Linked DNA regions of Hordeum vulgare: region 2 is linked to region 1. Evidence: chromatin contacts called from public Hi-C data. All regions are on one chromosome and are shown on one strand. The core of a region is the stretch at or near the end of the contact, and the rest is flanking DNA. Distances in the headings are between cores, read along the strand shown. Region 1 holds the start of LOC123398847. Region 2 has its middle 40 kb from the start of LOC123398847.

Region 1 (6,246 bases), core at 1,330-3,829:
GATGGATGGATGGTGGCCATGACAGCGAGCTCACTCACTTGAGCCTCCGGGCGAGCAGCGTGCTGCTCGCCAGCGCGTTCCGGTCGAAGGACGCCGCGTCGATCACGTGCAGCCGCTTGTAGGGGCCGACGTCCCGCCCGCCCAGCTCCAGGATGCCGTAGGGGTCCTGCGGGTACGCGTCCTCCGACGACGAGCCTGACACCGACGGTGACAACGGCTGCTGCTGCTCCTCGTCCTGCTCACCGCTGGGGAGCGCCGGCGGAGCTGCCGAGGAGCCCATCTGCGAGAAGATGGTCAGCAGGCAGCTCAGCAGCTCCTCCGACAGTCTGTTGGGCGCGCTCGAGCCGTCGTCCGGAGTGGCCGCTCCTTGCTCTGAATTATTGCCGGCAGCGTCTGCGACCCTTTTACGGTCAGGCGCCGTACTGATCGTCTGTGTCAAAAAGATGCAGCGTTGCAGCACGAATTCAGCAAACTTCCCGTAGAGACAGGGAAGAATATTTTGGGGACAATTCAGGCGCAGTAAGGCTGTAATTCGCTGGTTTTACCTGAGGAGCAGCCCTGCGCTTCTCTGGCGCGGGTACCCTGGATTTGGCGGTGGCCTTCTGCGACGGCGACAGGCGGTAGCTTCTAGTCGAGGTGTTGCTGCACGACAGGTTCTCTTTTCCTGCCCCGGCGCCGGCGGAGTGGTCGTCCTGGTTCGCCGGACCGGGAATCGGCTTTCTTGGTGTCTGTGTTTGCTTGCCGTTCGGCGACGGACGGGCTGGAGCTTGATCTGGACCACGGTGCGCGGTAGTTGGAGAGAGCTCTGCATTTCGAGTTGGGCTCGACGGCGTGGGCTGCGCCGGCACGCATCCCTCGCCGCCGGGGAGGTGCGCGTTCTTGGCCGAGGAGAAGATGATGGCCTCCTGGTAGATCCCTTGCCGGAAGTTGACCACCTGCTCCTCCAGCCGCACCACCTCCTCCTCCAGCACCGCCACCTCCGCGAGAAGAGCCAGCGTCTGCGCATCACAACTCAGTTTTACAATCGAATTGGTACAAACGGAAATCGAATTGCCCAACGCGTACGCAGAACGTGGCGCTACTGACTTGAGACGGCAGGTACGGGGGGAGGCGAGGCAGCGCGCCCAGCGGCCTGGTGAAGGCCCGCTCCAGAGCTCGGTGGACGTTCTCCTCGTGCCGCAGCTTCTTCTTCAGCTTCTCCACCTAGCAGAATTTCCCCAGCACCGTCACAACCAACGCAGTGCAGGCAAGATTCCTTGCATTCGACAAGAAATGAGAGAGAATTCATTTCACCCACGTCCTGCTGCAGCGCGAGCTTCCGCTCTCTCCTCGACTGGATTCTGCTCGCCATGCCTCTGGCCGCCGCGTTGGCGGTCGGTGCCTTGGCCGGCATGGCCTTCCTCTGCTCCTTCTGCATCATCTGGACGCAAAATGCCATCAGGGAAAAGAGCCTCATCCATCCATTCGGCTAGCTGGCTGTCAAAGAAACTACTAACAAAAGCAAAGCGACAGATTCCTGGCTGTAGTCCCCGGTCGATTAAAGGTAAAGCAAAGCGGATTAAAGAGGGGGGAAATCGGGGCTCGGCGGCGATCGGGAGGGCACCCAATTCGAGCTGCTCCCTAAAGCAACCGATGCCGTGTGGAGACGAACGAGACGAGCCCTGCCCATATGGATCGTCGCTTGGCACTGCACGAACACCAAACGAAACTACAGTGCTGGCCGATGTACTCTTCCGCGTTAAATAGTCCGTCGGACAGAAAACAACATGGACGGTGCAGCAGATTTAACAGCAACAAACGCTAAACAACCACGGAAAGGCGCACGGGAACCCAAGGGGAAAAAGGGAAAAACATTCAAACACGGAGTTCGAACGACTGAACAGACGGCAAAGCCGCAAGCTTTCCGATCATGCGGGCGGTGGCTACCGAGGGCGACCGGGGAATCGAGAGCCCCGCACGGAAACCCAAGAAATAACCGCACATTGTCACCTCCTGGGCGCTCAATTCCACGAACAAAGGCGCGCAATGCTAATTCTAATCATCCAAATGCAAGTGGCGGAGCCAGACGTCGCGGAAGAAGCGGAGAGGCAGGGTTGAGGAGGCCTACCCTGTCGCCCTTCGGGGCAGCCTTCGCGCCGTGCGCCGCCGCCGGCCTCCGAGCCCGGCCATTCATCTCCGACGCCGTGTGCTCGCCTCTGTCAACAGTCAACACCAAGTGGTGCGTGCGCTGCGACGGAGCGGAGCAAGGAGCCTGCGAGTTAAATCCTCTTCGTGGCGGGCCTACGGACCGCGGGGGAAGTCTCCAGCGCCATTAAAGGCACCGCGAGCTCTGGCGGTGCTCCTGGGCGGCGGGAAGGGGCGCGCGCGGTCCAAGCCACCGCAAGCGCGGCCTCTGCTGGCGGATTCGGTTGGGTAGCGTTCCCGATTGGGTTAAGGGCAGGATTGGTTGGCGTGCGTGGGAATTGGGATTGCGGCGATGGCGATGCGTGGCGCTCTCGGCTCGCGGTTGGCCTCTCTCTCTCTTCCCTCGGCCGTGGGAATGGAGTTTAGCTCGCAGGTTGCAGAGCGCAGCCCCCTTCTAGTACTAGTTGCGCTCTTGCGGAAGCGTAATTAAGCTCTCACGTTTTGCAGGCAGAACCCTTGGTAAATATGTATTTCTTTCAGTGTATGGATTCGTATTTACAACTGTTTTCTCGGCGATGAGTTGTGACTATTTGTCGATTGTTTCTACATAACGAAAATGCATATAATCAAAGAAATTCCTCTTACAAAGAGTAAAAGAAAATAAAGGTGAAATACAAATAAATAAAGTTCGAATAACCCTAAACCTGAGGAGGGCAATCCTAAGACCATGCTGCCATCTATGTCGGGTAATTATATCCCTCGCCGTATCTTCCAATTGTGTACACATCTCCATAAGCACGTCTCGATTCTTCACACGTTGTAGATAGAACCATAAACGAAGAGTCCCGGTACATCTGTAGATAACCTGCATAGCAGAAATATTTTTATCATTAAAAACTTTATCATTTCTATAGAGCCAAAGCGACCAAATAACGGCAAACGCTCCACCCTTAGAAGAGTTCTAAACATGTGATTAATCTCATGTGACTACTTGCCAAATATATTAGCAACACTACAAGAAAGATACAAGCGAGAAGCTATTTGGATGACTCGCCATATAGGATGAGCCAATTTACATTGGAAGAACAAATGTTTCATTGTGTCATCATGCTCACAAAATACACATTGCGTACTTTCATACCAATTCCTCTTAATAAGGTTATCTTTAGTAAGAATGACTCCACGACGAAGATACCGTGCAAAGATTTTATTCTTAAGTGGTATCTTCATCTTCGAGATCTTCTTGTTATTATCAACTAGCACATCACAATAGAGTACGACTCTATACATAGACTCCACTAAGAATTGTTCATTCCCATGTAGGTTCCAACAAAATACATCGGACCCATATGAGAAATGTACCGTGGACAACCGCTGAAGCAGGATGTTCCATGATTGGAGTCTCGGTCCAAATAAATCTCTTGTGAACGTCACATTTGGCAGAAATGATTTCAAAACCATGGCGATAGTGTCACCTTTGTGACGCGTAATGTTGTATAGAGCAGGAAATTGTTCCAGGAATATAGCATTATCAAGCCACTTATCCTCCGAGAATCTAATTTACAAACCGTCCTTTATCGAGAAGGATCCATAGTAGAAGAAATATTCCTTTGTAGCCATTAGACCCGTCCAAAAGTGAGAATCACTAGGCTTTCAATATACTTGTGATAATGCCTTGGAACCACACATTTTCTCCTTAGGAGGGTTTGCCATAAACCATTTTATGTTAGTAACCTAAATAACCATTTGTCGAGTAGGGCCCTATTCTTAATCTCCAGGTCATGAATGTCCAACCCGCCTTGGTATTTGGGATGGCAAACCACACTCCATTTAGCCAATCGGTATTTATTTCTCTCGCAATCTCCTTGCCAAAAAAATCTTGATCAAAAGTAATGCAATCTATGTTATACTCCTTTTGGCAATTGGAAGAAGCAAATCATATATAGTACCATATTACTTAGTATTGAATTTATGATAATCAATCTTCCACTCAGAGATAGCAGTTTACCTTTTCAACAACTTTGTATTTTTTGTAATCTCTCCTCGACGTGTTTCCATTCAGCATTTGTGAGTCTCTGATAATGTATTGGTATCCCCAAATATGTGATTGGAAACTGGTCCAACCCACAGCCGAACAGGTCAGCGTACAAGTGAGCCTCGTCTTGAGCCTCGCAAAAGCAAAACAATATGTGATTGGAAATTGCGATTTTCAGCAAGTGGACACCAAGGAGTTGGTCACTGTTTTTCGGTTGCACCGAAATCAACTTGGGATCACCGAGAAGGAAGTGTTTGGCTCTGGATGTGTCTAGGGTGAAACTCGGTAGGGCCGATTTGGAAAAGTTGGTGGCACAGATTTTCATATTTTGTGGGAGAATTTCATGAGGGTTTTTGGTGGCTAACTCTAAGCACTTGAGCAATCAGATCGTCATAGATACCTCATCCCCTTTTAATAGTATTGATTTTCCTATGAACTCAAATATCATTTCTCACAAAATGCGAAATGTAGAGTCTTGAAGCTTGAGGCTTGGCCAATCCTATTCTTCTCCTTCCTTGGGACTTCTCACATTCCAGCCAGTTCTTTGTGTGGAGCTCATCTGAAATAAAATAGATAAAAATATTTGTCCAAGAGACAACGTGTGTTGTCATGAATTATCAAAAGCTCCAAGGGAGGACATACAAACAAATGCGCGCGCGCACACACACACACACGAAGTATTATGCTCTCAAGAGTAGTTTCTTTTTTTACTCCTTAAGCTTACTGAGCTTAGCGGTGGGCTTCGCGAGAACGAGCTCAATGAGTTGAACAACTCACTTATCCACCCTTCCAGAATTACACTACTATTTTGGACAAGATTCAACTATAAAGTAATTTTGTATAATCTCGCACCTTCCACTAGGTGACTCCATTGAAGTTATTGTGCTCGTATGATGGGCTATTTAGTGGCAGAGCTTGCCACTTATTATTGAGGGTACAAAGCAGAGTTGAGGGGGGCAAAACACAAATTCTTCTTGAACTTTGATAATCTTCATTTTTTAGCTTACCAATCAATGGAATTTCACATAATTTCTCTAGGGTAGGGAGTCCATAGCCCCACTTTGCCCTAGTGAAGTTGCGCCACTACCCACTGTCCTCCCCCCTTTGGTTGGACAGAGGGACGGAAGACAACATTCAAACCCCACACCATGATGCTTACACAAAATAATTTCAAAACCATAATGGTTTAATTGTAAACAAATAACTATAATATGTGAATAATCTTTTTTCAATAACAACTAAGCCACAAAAGAAATAATGGCATTATTTCGTCATCCTCGTCCTCTCTATTCCTAGTGTAATCCCTCATTTCTGAATTCATTCTAGGACTAAAGAACAAAACGATAATTCTAATGTGCTAATAGAATAATATATATGGTAATTTGATCTAAAAGGAAGATAAGTATTTTAGAATGAAGTGAGTATTTCATAGAAATATAACCGGTTAACAATTCCATTTCATTTCACAATATAATCGGTTAGTAGGGTAACCTTTCGTAAGTATTAATTGATAATACTATGAATACTTTTGGAACTGTAAAAAAATATTATAGCTATATGCAGCCTACTCTTTGCAAATAGGCCACGCGTTTTTACTCCATAGCCAGTCCCGAGTGCAGTGGGGGCGGTAGTAATGCTCACACACGAGGAACGTGAGGCAATCGCCATCCACAAAATTCTCCACACAAATCTCGCAAACGCGTTTGTCGGGGTAGCTGAGCTAGATAGTGATTGTTGAGAGGCAAAGGAAAGATGAGGGGAAAAAGGACAAATTTGTATTAAAGTTTGATAATCTTCAAAGAATAGCTTAGCAATTAATGACATTTCACATAATTTCTATAGGGTAGGGGGGCTATGCCCCCCTAGCCCTACTTAAGCTCCACCACTGCCCACTCATACTCCTAATGTCACCTGGGCAAACGGTCTCGCGACGACATCCAAACCCCTCACCATGATGCTTGCGAACAAAGAATTTCAAACAAATAAATGGTTTGTGAGTAAGAAAAAGTATACTACATGAATAGTAATATTTTTCGATAACAATCAAGTTAGGAACAAAATAATGGCATCATTTCAGCATCCTCCTC
Region 2 (6,246 bases), core at 1,792-4,291, 40 kb after region 1:
TGGATCACATCATTGGGTGAATCATGTGATGGACTAGACCCAAACTAATGGACGTAGCATGTCGATCGTGTCATTTTGTTGCTACTGTTTTCTGTGTGTCAAGTATTTATTCCTATGACCATGAGATCATATAACTCACTGGCACCGGAGGAATGCTTTGTGTGTATCAAACGTCACAACGTAACTGGGTCACTATAAAGATGCTCTACAGGTATCTTCGAAGGTGGCCGTTGATTTAGTATGGATCAAGACTGGGATTTGTCACTCCGTGTGACGGAGAGGTATCTCGGGGCCCACTCGGTAATACAACATCACACACAAGCCTTGCAAGCAATGTGACTTAGTGTAAGTCACGGTATATTGTATTACGGAACGAGTAAAGAGACTTGCCGGTAAACGAGATTGAAATAGGTGTGCGGATACTGACGATCGAATCTCGGGCAAGTAACATACCGAAGGACAAAGGGAATGACAAACGGGATTATATGAATCCTTGGCATTGAGGTTCAAACGATAAGATCTTCGTAGAATATGTAGGATCCAATATGGGCATCCAGGTCCCGCTATTGGATATTGACCGAGGAGTCCCTCGGGTCATGTCTACATAGTTCTCGAACCCGCAGGGTGTGCACACTTAAGGTTCGGCGTTGTTTTATGCGTATTTGAGTTATATGGTTGGTTAGCGAATGTTGTTCAGAGTCCCAGATGATATCACGAACGTCACGAGTGTTTCCGGAATGGTCCGGAGACGAAGATTGATATATAGGATGACCTCATTTGATTACGAAAAAGTTTTTGGCATTACCGGGAGTGTACCGGGAGTGACGAATGGGTTCCGGATGTTCACTAGGGGGCCAGCCCACCCGGGGGAATCCCATAGGCCTTAGGGGTGCCGCACCAGCCCTTATTGGGCTGGTGGGCAAGCCCAAGAAGGCCCCTGCGCAGGAGATAAGAAAAATCAAAGAGAAAGTAAAAAATGGGGAAGTGGGAAGGAAGGGAAAGACTCCACCTTTCAATCCTAGTTGGACTAGGATTGGAGGAGGATTCCTCCTCCCCCCTTCAGCCGACCCCTTGGGGCTCCCTTGAGCCTCAAGGCAAGGTCCCTCCCCTCCCTCCTATATATACTGAGGTATTATGGCTGATTTGAGATAACTTTAGCACGGGAGCCCGACCACATACCTCCACGGTATTTCTTCTAGATCGCGTTTCTGCGGAGCTCGAGCGGAGCCCTGCTGAGATAAGATCACCACCAACCTCCGGAGCACCATCACGCTGCCGGAGAACTCATCTACCTCTCCGTCTCTCTTGCTGGATCAAGAAGGCCGAGATCATCGTCGAGCTGTACGTGTGCTGAACGTGGAGGTGTCGTCCGTTCGGCACTAGATCAGAGCGGATCGTGGGACGGATCGCGGGACGGTTCGCGGGGCGGATCGAGGGACGTGAGGATGTTCCACTACATCAACCCCGTTTCTTAACGCTTCCCACTGTGTGATCTACAAGGGTACGTAGATCGGAAATCCCACTCTCATAGATGGACATCACCATGATAGGTCTTCGTGTGCGTAGGAAAATTTTGTTTCCCATGCGACGTTCCCCAACAGACGTTGCATTTAGGCTCAGTAAATTCTGGTTTACATTTGGGCGCATTTCGGAGGCCCGTGTAATTTATGTGTAACAACGCTCGTAGTACTCCCTTCGTCAACTTGGAAATGTTGTGAAACCTAGGTAGTTATTGATTGGCTGTGAGATGGACTGAAAAATAATATTCACACTACACATGCATATAGAAATACTAGTATACCATAGTAGTAATTAGCTGTTAGGAGTAAATACAATATGTCCTAAACCTTATATATTATGATGCACGTAAATTTAACCATACCTTTTAAACTGAGATGAAGGTAGTAGTACCGACATACTCGGGCAGAAAGTTCTTTGGCAAACCAGAGCAATGTTAGACGTACAAGGAGTTTAGAGGGGCTTACGGGCTGATGGGGGTGTGATTGATAGAGATTTAACTATAAGTACGGGTCCACCACCTGAAAATCAGGTGGAAACCAATTAGGTGAGTCCACGGTCTTTTCGTCTAAAGTTTTGTATCAATCACCATGTGCATATAGTATTATTTCCCACATCCCCGTGCATAAACCTGAGAATGGTTATTAAAAAAACGGGTGTAACGGTTTGGTTCTTACTTTGAGTTTGATTGATTCATGTTTTATTAGGCTGAGATTTTTTTAGTTTGGTTTTGGTTTGGGTATGTGGAGAAACCAATTTAGGTATAGTTGGTTATGGGTTTAAACGGTTTGGTTATTAGCGGTTATAAATTATGGGTCCAAACCGATTTTTAGACATTGGTTATATGCAATAATCAAAGACGACCGAGAACGAGTATCTTTGATCCGCATGCATGTTGTAAATTCATTATGTAATTATTTATTATGGGAATACACCACATAAAAATTGGAAGTGTTTGCTTGTGCTTTCCTTAACCAATTTGGTTTTAATACATTTTAGTGAGTTTTTCAGCCATGGGCACGTTCTTTTTGACTCTTGCCGTGTGGTGACTGTATCTCAAGGATAACTTTGTTTCTAAACTGTTATAGATGCGTTTATGCCTTTCGTATCTCATTTGCTTCTTAACATGTTAATTTGTGTAATCATATGTACATTAAACTAAACTGATAGTTATGTATTGGGTTTAAACCAATGATTATGTATTGAGTTTAAATTGGTTTGGGTGAAAAAAATAATGGATTTGATTTTAGTTGGGTTAAAAATAGCATTAAATGGGGATATGGTTTAAATATGATTTTAAAAGATAAATGAAGGGATATGGTTCAAATATCAAACCATTCTGAGGTTTAGCCGTGCGGATCGGAACGTCGTCACTCGTTGAGTCGGCGTCCGTAGACGACCCTGACATCTGGACACGCACGCGGACCGGGTCCCAGCAGCAGGCAGAGAGAAACCGCTACCACGAAATTGCTCCACTCCCCGCGGAACGTGAGGCCAGGGCCACGCGCCAGTCTCTCCGGGCCCAAGCGTGTTCTGCTGTGCAGCTGCCGTGGGCCGGCCACGCAGGTAAATCATGCAGCAGCGTGCTGCGTGCCGCTCCGCACTTTGATTTTCCAAGCAAGCAAGTTTCACTTTACAGCTTCGGCAGGCCCCTCCAGCCTCCAGCGACGGATCCATGCATTGCATGCTACACGGACCGTTCGATGGCTTCGCTCGCCTTTTACTGGTTTCATTACTACTACTCGAATCGCCTGCCTCCGTTTCGGTCGACCCGAGTTGCGACGTGCGGCACAGTACAAATTATTGCCTGCGCCGGTGGGTGGTGGTGGTGGCAGGCGTGCGTGTGTGGCGCGCCGTGCAATGCAGGAGGAACAGTAGACCCTTCTACTTGCTCTGCCTCAGTGACCAGCAATATGGCCATGTTAAGCCCGGAGCACGTGGCGTGGAGATGGAGGACAGCCCACGGCTCCACGTTTAGATTAAGACGACCATTCGATCCTATCCTACAAAAGATTACTACCGTTCGATCGGTTGGATATAAGCGTCATATAAGAAGGCTTTAACGGCCTGGTTTTGTACGGTACGTGTGGGCGGGCTGGTAAAGCTGCACCGGGCGCGGCAGAGGAAGAGCACGCACGCACGCACGCACATGCCGATCGCGGAGCGCCGAAGCAATCCGGTAATCCCCGCGCTTTCCGTGGCCAGCTAGCGGCTCTGCTCCATGTCGGCTGCCTTTGTCCACGTGACCTGCAGCCCCAAAATGGCCGAGTGTTTGACGCTGGAGATACTACGTACTGTGCGACAGAGACCCCCGCTCTGTACTGCTGTACCTACGCACGGGTCAATCATGACCACCACCTCTGCTTAACGGGTTAAAATGTTTCTCGTAGATAGTGTCTATCCGTCCAACGACTCAGAAATGTTCCAGCTATAGTACGAACATCCTAATCGAACAATCGTTTAACTGACGATTTTCTTTTCTTTCAATAGAAAGATCGGTTGAGTGGTCACCCGTACGTCGCTGAAAATGGAATGCGATGCGTCTAAACTTAAGTTGACTTCGGCTTTGTTATAGTATGTCTAAATCGATCGTGCTGCCCTTTCGATCTAGTCTTCTAAACATTTAAAATCCGGCAAAGGACATCCTCACAAGCATTGTATGTATGTAGTACTAATAAACATTCCGATTGAACAAAAGAAGCAGCATTGTACGCATTTGAGATGCATAATTACGCCCCGATCGAGCGTTACGCTCAGCCTACTGTAAGAAAAAGGAAATCTCAAAATCTAACTCGTTCCATGGTCCATGGCCTCCTTTTGTCAGAAAAAAGGTTCTACGCCTTTCTGCCGGCTGACCCACGTGTCCAATGCACGATCAGTAGTCGGCATGCAATCCCCCACGACTGCAGCACTGATCCGACGGCACTTGGCCCCGGCGACCCTTCCACAGCAGCACAGTACTGATGATGTTTTTTCACGGCCAACACGTCGACGGAATTCGCACCTCTTCTTTCCCCCCTACATCACACAAATATTACGTGTACGGAATTATGGATGCACGTCGTACGTAGCTTCACTGTGGATGAGGCCGTCGTCTCGTTCTACGGAAGCTGAAAAAGTTGATGAAAGCGAGGCGGCAGCTAGCTGTGCAGGAGGTACTACCTCCATTGTAGTACAAGATTCAGTACCGGACACAAAAGTCATGCATGGTTGCTTTCGTCTCCCTGAAAGAGCACATATACCGAGCGTCGGCGTCGGACGCAGTTTATTTGTGGACGTACGTAGGTACCGTCAGCGTCAGGTGTCGACAATGCCTGCATTTCTGCCAAGGCAAACCGAGGTTGGGTTCCGTCGCCTTCGGTTCCAAACTTGTCTCGCACTTAAAGAGGCCTCGCCGGCAAGAATATATGCCGCGCCTCAAAAGCCTGCCATCGTCATGTGGGAGTAAATTAATGCCAACAAAGCTTACTTTCGAGCGGCTTCTTACTCTAAGCATATATTCATTTCAGCGCCTACTTTTGCCTCCGCTGAAGTTCACACGACAGAGATGGGGAAATGGAGCCGTTGATTTTGAGTGTAGACGGAAAATGTACCGATGAGCCAGCAAAATCTTGCTCACGTACGTGACAATTAGAGGGTTTATCGCATCGATCTACCATGCAAAACGACCGTGGAGCTATATACAGTAGATATCCAGAATGGATGACTGAGACGGTGAAAGATCGCATGCATGCACGCACACGTAGCGAAAGGACGGAGTGGGCACCGAAGAACCAAATCGACCGAAGATCGTTGGTGTGGCCGTGCGTGCGTGGTCCACTCACGCCCGCGCGTTGCTGCTTTCCTACGAAGCCCAGCAGGCTACACACAAGGCACGGCAGGAACCCACATCAACCGGTCCATGAATAGCTTGGCCTCACACGTCCTGTGCCCGTGGCATGCATGCACGTACGGCTGGGGAAACCCGTCCGCAGACGCTTCCGGACGCGTGGCTGACACTGTGAAAATCCGTCAAGCCAAGAGCTGGACGGCGGCGCGGCCGCACGCACGTACGCGTGGACGCGCCGCGGTTTGTTCCCTCTCTTTGGGTCTCGGTGGTACGAGCGAAACATTCATTCATGGGGAAGGAAGAAACCACAAGCTGAAACTATCAGTTGGAGAAAGCGGCTCATAAATACTGCACGTACGTACGTCTCACGGGGAGTTTGGTTTTCACTCCATTCGTGGCCACGCACCCTGCCTGCAGTACTTCACGTACGCACGGCTAGCTAGCTGGTGTCCAAATGTGCACCAGCCGCCGTGTGATTTCCCTTCTAATTTCTCACCAGCGTTTCACTGTTCCGATGGACACCTCACGCCCGGCCCGGTACTCCGTCTGTACCGGAAACATGGCCGTGCAACGTGTGGAATTTATTTCTCCTGGCCATTATAAAACGGCCGGGGCCGGGGCTTCATCTCCGCTAAATCTGCCCTTGAAGCAACGTAATGCCCTGCACGTAATGCCAATTGCCAATTGCGACATTGCAAGTGGTGCACATATCCCGGGCTGCTCGTTCACGTGCCACGTGCACGAGCCGTGCTATATGTGTACATGCGTCGTGCTCGTACGCATATTGCGTGCCAATTTGGCCATGTTAATTATTTCCCGCCAATGTGCATGCCACATGCAAGGAGCAGTGTCTTTTTAGGCATCTCCAATGATTGTAAGATGGTTGTTGGTAATTTTAA

Evidence for each region. Hi-C and Micro-C count contacts between places; a contact is called where the count stands out from the background.
Region 2: a Hi-C map of leaf shows a contact between it and region 1, with 4 times the contacts expected there. The contact joins the enhancer-like site here to the promoter of LOC123398847 in region 1. A contact is called at or near these places in 1 of 6 Hi-C or Micro-C datasets (leaf) and 1 of 1 datasets of contacts at active chromatin or transcription factors (embryo).

Annotation. Positions count from the first base shown.
Region 1 is chr5H:464,498,449-464,504,694 of MorexV3_pseudomolecules_assembly, forward strand. LOC123398847 reads right to left here and starts at 2,580. Exons shown (of 10, transcript XM_045093297.1): 1 at 2,108-2,580; 2 at 1,298-1,420; 3 at 1,087-1,203; 4 at 546-998; 5 at 39-430. The coding sequence starts at 2,173.
Region 2 is chr5H:464,537,905-464,544,150 of MorexV3_pseudomolecules_assembly, forward strand. No RefSeq gene overlaps it. Among protein-coding and RNA genes, the nearest start is that of LOC123398847, 40 kb to the left of the region's middle. Within about 2 kb of position 3,042, at least 3 of the 3 cell types and tissues checked have open chromatin away from gene starts, as enhancers often do. A contact at or near this core is called in leaf, where this site is marked.